Linked DNA regions of Sus scrofa: region 1 is linked to region 2. Evidence: chromatin contacts called from public HiChIP or PLAC-seq data. All regions are on one chromosome and are shown on one strand. The core of a region is the stretch at or near the end of the contact, and the rest is flanking DNA. Distances in the headings are between cores, read along the strand shown.

What was found. HiChIP or PLAC-seq counts read pairs in DNA pulled down with a chosen protein or histone mark.
Region 1: a contact with region 2 is called in an H3K27ac HiChIP or PLAC-seq map of skeletal muscle. The contact joins the promoter of PARP1 here to the promoter of LIN9 in region 2. A contact is called at or near these places in 4 of 47 Hi-C or Micro-C datasets (embryonic fibroblasts, fetal heart ventricle, fetal skeletal muscle and 1 more) and 1 of 2 datasets of contacts at active chromatin or transcription factors (skeletal muscle).

What each region holds. Positions count from the first base shown.
Region 1 is chr10:14,239,632-14,242,618 of Sscrofa11.1, reverse strand. PARP1 (poly [ADP-ribose] polymerase 1) reads left to right here and starts at 1,455. Exons shown (of 24, transcript XM_003357641.4): 1 at 1,455-1,766. The coding sequence starts at 1,647.
Region 2 is chr10:14,182,641-14,185,414 of Sscrofa11.1, reverse strand. LIN9 (protein lin-9 homolog) reads left to right here and starts at 1,388. Exons shown (of 15, transcript XM_021064413.1): 1 at 1,388-1,552. The coding sequence starts at 1,474.

The DNA.
Region 1 (2,987 bases), core at 206-2,705, 57 kb before region 2:
AGGTTGAATGATCATAGCCTTTGATTTGGTTACTAAAATTCTTTGATTTGTTCTATCATATACTTCACTTACTCTATTCGCCATCAACATATCTAACAGCTCACTACTTAAGATTCTTGCTGGAGTTCCCCTGTGGCATAGTAGGTTAAGGATGCGGCATTATCACTGCAGTGGCTCTGGTTACCGCTGTGGTGCAGTTTGATCCCTGGCCCTAGAAATTCCACATTCCAATTCCCATGGGCAAAAAAACACCCCAAAACAAAACAAAACAGGTTCTTACCTATGTCTCACAACCTACTTGCTTAATCAATATCCATGTCTCATAAGCTACTAGCTTTCTTCTCTATTTAACAAGTTTGTTTCATCCTGTTTCTTTTTCTTGTCTCTATAGCAGAACTGAATATTCTCAAATACAACACACTCCATTATAATGATGTTTTAAATGAATAAAATAAAATGCATAGAACTTTAAAAGAAACTAGTTATATTAAAATATAATTCTCCATTAAGTAACAAGATCTAGCAGCAACAAGTTTTGTTTTTTATGGAAGTTCTGGCCCGGGATGGAATCCCAGTCGCAGCTGCCACCTATGATGCAGCTGCAGCAACTTCTTAACAGACTGTAGAAATAGGTAAGCAGGTCTCTTAACTACGGCAACTTAAGTGATGATGAACTTGATGTTGAGTGCTCTCCAACAATTATAAAGTGATATGAAAATGTCTTTGGGGAGTTACCGTTGTGGCGCAGTGGTGAACGAATTCGACCAGGAACCAAGAGGTTGTGGGTTCAATCCCTGGCCTCCCTCAGTGGGTTAAGGATCCGGCATTGCAGTGAGCTGTGGTGTAGGTCGCAGGCGTGGCTTGGATCCCGCGTTGCTGTGGCTCTGCCGGACCCCTAGCCTGGGAACCTCCATATGTATCGAGAGCGACCCAAGAAATCGCAAAAAGACAAAAAAAAAAAAAAAAAGTCTCTGATGATTGTTGCTGAGAAAGTCACAGGATTCCCAGAATCTGTACTCATGCATTAAAATTCATAGTGAAAAATGCTAGATTTCAGTTAGTTTTCAGTACCCACGGCCTGCAGATTGCAGTTAGAACCTGCCCAGGTTGACCTACCTTTGGCAGGTCAACCACATTCTGGAACCAGCCCAGCACCTCCCAGACCTGTTCGCCTCCAGGGAGAGAGGGCACACGTATTAAAAGGGGACAGGGGTGGGTTTAGTTATAAGAGCACGTAAGTGTTCCTGGGGACAAATGATTAAGAGCACTGCGGCCGGCCCAGCCAAAGAGCTACAGGCGGAGCTCCAGCCAGCATGGACCCCCAGCAGCTCCGCCTCGCTCACGCGGCAGCAGCAAGCACTAGGGAAATGCCGCCCCCAGCCCGCAGGGGGCGTGCGCGCCGGCGGCCCCGCCCCGTGAACGCGGCTAGCGGGGCGTGCCCCCCCCGCCAGGCATCAGCAATCTATCGGGAGCGGCGGGTGGTCGGCGCGGCGTGCTTGGCGGCAGCGGCGGCGGCTCTGGGCACTGGGGGCCCTGCTGGGAGGAGACAGGCAAGCAAGGCGGCGGCGGCGGCGGCGGCGGTTGCGGTTGCGTGTCTGCAGGTCGCAGCGTCAGGCTTCGGGAGCTGCATCGGCACAGGGAGGAGGATGGCGGAGTCATCGGACAAGCTCTATCGGGTCGAGTATGCTAAGAGTGGGCGCGCCTCCTGCAAGAAATGCAGCGAGAGCATCCCCAAGGACTCGCTCCGGATGGCCATCATGGTGCAGGTGCGGGATGAGAGGCCGCTTTGTGCGCGGCGGGGGTTTCCAAGCGTCCGGGGAGGGTTGGGGGAGGGCTGGCCCAGAGCCGCGGGCCAGGCCGGCCGCTCGGAGCCCGCGCTGGGCCTGCGGGCGCTGCTGCTGCCGCTCCTCCCGGCGTGTGGCCCGCCGGGTGGACTCTTCCGGAAGGTTTTGCTGATGTTGCTGAAAAAGCCCGGGAAATACGGTGTGGAGCTGGTGGTGCCTTTTATTTTGTAAAAAATAAGGAGCTGCTTTTATCCTTACTCCGGGGTGGTGCTGTTCTTGTTTCTGTTATTGCTATTCGCCTTGGAAAGAAAATGTACGTGTGGTCTTTGGAAGTTAGTTTGGTTTTGACCTACATTGCGCTGGAAGATTTTTGTCTTATATTCGTGGTGGCGACTGGCAAGTGAGGGTTTTTTTTTTTTTTTTAAGCTATTTTTGGCAATCTTCTACATTCGCTCACTCTCATTTTTTAAAATTATGCAAAGCTATGCAAGTCGGTGTCGTTTCAGTACGGTGCTCCCTCTTTGAGCTTAATTTGTGGTTTAAAATAACCTTTTCCCCAAACTTTCCAACTTCGCAGACTTGCTGCATTTGCAGCTAATCCGATTTGAGTAAGAATGGCTCCGGGGGTTCCTTATCTGGATTTATTGGCTGATTAGGGAAATCCCTCTGGTGGTCCCCGAGGCCTACAGAGATGGCCAGAGGCTGTTGGAATGAGGTGTTTATCTGGACCTCAAGGTCCCAGTAGCTTGATTTTCTCTCCCCTCCGTGAGGCAGTTTGTGTTGTTGTGTTTTTTTTTTTCCCCCCTGTATTTTTAGGGCCACACCCTTGACATATGGAAGTTCCCAGGCTAGGGGTGGAAGCAGAGCTGCAGCTGCCGGCCTACACCACAGCTCACAGCAACGCCAGATCCTTAACCCAGTGAGTGAGGCCAGGGATCGAACCTGTGTCCTCATGGATACTAGTCAGGTTCTTTACCCCTGAGCCATGACAGAACTCCCAATTTTCATGTTTTGTTTGTTTGTGTTTTGTTCTTTTTAAGGCTCCACCTGCGGCATGTGAAGATTCCCAGGCTAGGGGTGGAATCAGAGCTGTAGCCACCGGCCTACACCACAGCCACAGCAACACCAAATCCAAGCTGGTCTGCGACCTACGCCACAGCTCACGGCAACGCCAGATCCTTAACCCACTGATCAAAGCCAAGA
Region 2 (2,774 bases), core at 139-2,638:
AGGATTAAGAAACAAACCTGCCTGATAATACAACTAGCAGCCAGAATTCCAACCAGGCCTTAGGGTTCAAGTCCACCCTCTGAACGTCTGGGACAGACAGCTCCCCTTTGCCTGCCTGCTCCAACAAGCTTCCTCCTGACTAGTTTCCAGGACTCTCATCCTATCACACTCCAATCCATTTCCCATACTTTGGTTCTACAACACAGATGGAAAAATGCCAGCTCTATACTTGAAAACCCGACCTCTCCACTGCTCCAGGGCTCTTAGCAAGTCTAGCTCCTTGGCCTGGGCTGGCCTGTCTTGCTGTCATCTCAGACGACCAGCTTTTAACTTTTTAGTTTCTGGAATTTACCCCTGCTGTATTCTCATTGCTTAACTATCCCATCCCTCCCACCCCAGCCCTGGAGAGAAAGGACTGGAGCTTAATAACATTTGTTAGATGCACTGTTGAAAAGCAAGAGAGGTTGATTATTGGACACTATTATAGACAGGAATTGTGAAATCTTTCCCTGGGCTTCTTTGAAAACTGATTGAATTCTTTCAGGGTTCTCAAAACATGTCGATCAGGGTACTTCATCATCTTCAAGTGTCACTGCTGGGTTCTGTCTGTATCTTCATCAAGTCTCCTGCTTCTGGTTCTGTAATCCTCTCCCAGCTCACTGCAGCGTCTACTGTGAACGGATGAAAGAGCTCAGCAAAACAGTTTTCTGGCCGCCGAGCTCAAAGACTAACTTTATGACCTTTCAAGGTCTCCCCTCCAAGCTCCATGCACAACTCGGGTGCCGACGTTCCGGAGGGGTATCCCGGCTCGCGAGGGGCACCCGGAGCAGAGTCCCGGGCGGGCAAGCTGTGGGGCAGCCGCGGCCTGAGCCCTCCTCCCCGGCCCTCCTCCCCAGCTCTCCGGAGAAGGGAGGGATGGAGATGCCGGAGAAACGTGGGCTCGGGGAGCCGTGAAAATTTTACTTCGAGTACAGCCGCCTCCGGTAATGCGGCCAAGAACCGGGGGCTTCTCCCCGCGCCGGGCCCACAGGTGCAGCCTCCCGCCCCCCCCGCCCCCCTCAGCCGGCCGAGGCCTGCCTCCCCTCTTCCCTCCCTTTCCCCACTCGGAACAAACAGCCTGCAGTTCCCGCAGCTGCAGCTCGAGACGCGAAACGCGCGCCGGGAGCGGGGCCGGGCGGGACTCGGCAGCTCGCACCGCTCCTCCCGCTCCCCCCGCGCTCCGGCGCCGGGCCCAGGCTGGGGCGGCGCGAGACGGGCCTGGCGGTGCGGCCTCCCTCCCTTTATTGCCGGCCCGGCCGGGGGCGGGGGCGGAGGGGCGAGGCGCGGCCCTCCTCCGTGGCACCCCTTCCCCGGGCGGGCCCGGGCAGAGCCCCGCCCGCCTCAGCCCGCCGCGGCGGGAGTAGCGCGGCGCCGCGCCGCGGGCGGCGAGCTCCGCATTCGAACCTCCCTCGCAAAGACAGTCTCCGCCCCACAATGCACCGCGGCGGGCAGCCTTTGAAAAAGCGGCGCGGCTCGTTCAAGATGGCGGAGCTCGACCAGTTGCCTGACGAGAGTGAGTAGCACCTCAAAGCACCCCCCCTCCTCCCGCCGGCCGCCTGCCCCTGGGCTGCATCGGCCCGGACAGGCGGCCCTACCCTCCGCGGGGCAGGTGGGCTGACTGCCAGCCCCGCCGTGGTCCCCGAGTCCTCCCACCCCGGTGTTGCCGCCGCGTCGCCGCCTTTGTTATGGTGTCTTGAGTGTTGGTTTCTGGGGTTGTGTGAGCGCCAGGGCCGGAAACCGAAAGCCCGGGGGCCCAGCCCTTGTCGGGCGGAGGCGGTGGCTGCTCCCCTGGCCCGACGCGGGGCCCCTGGCCGCGGTGGGGGAAGAGCGGCCACCGGCCGCGGGGGCTGTTCTCGCCGCCTGCAGCGCTCGCCCGGCGCGGAGGGACGCCTGGCGGGGTTATGTAACCCGCCCGTCCGGGGGCCGGGCCGGGCTCCGGCTGGGGAGGGGGTGGTCACGGCCCTTCGTCTTGCCCTGGCCTCGGATCTTGTCCTGTCACAGTTCCTGCCGCTGCAGGCACTTGTGATCATCACCGCCTTCGCCTTCCCTCCTCCGGTGTGTCCACCCCTGGAAGTGTTTCCGTGTCAAAGGGCTGGCCCCTTCCCCTGGGACCACAGGTGGCTGTGGATCTTTCCAGAGGTAATCCAGCCTGGGTACACACGTGTTCAGGTGGCCCCCATCCCAATGACTTTCTTCTGTGCGTTTGTGTCTTAAGAATCATGGGGGTACCTTGATGCATGGATGTGACCATCCCAGCAGGCATATACAGCCCTCTCCCTGACACCCCTTGTGCATTGCCTCACTTAACCATGTTTATTCATCCTGCCATCTCAGACATGGATGTTCCCGTGTGTTTAGGAAGTAAAAGCACTAATCCGGTAGTGTAAGTGCAATAGAACTTAATTTGTAATTTACAATATCGTATAAACTATATCAAAAGGCAAATCGTTTAATTAATGACAAAAGGGTTCCTGAGCCACACTTGCTATTCAGTTTATGTATACACATCTTTTGTGAGAGTTTTAGTATAATAAAAACAAAAAGGTCGATCCCTGTTAAATCTCTCTGTGCAAGACACTTTAAAAATGAGAACTGCGTACAGCCAATTCTGTTTATTCCTTGCTGAGGTCATTATATTCTTAATGTGTTATAAAGTTGCAAGTTCAAGTTGCCAAACTGGTGAAAAGTTGTATTAAGAGAGTTCGTGTTTTAAATTTGCTCTAGGCCAGTGCTGA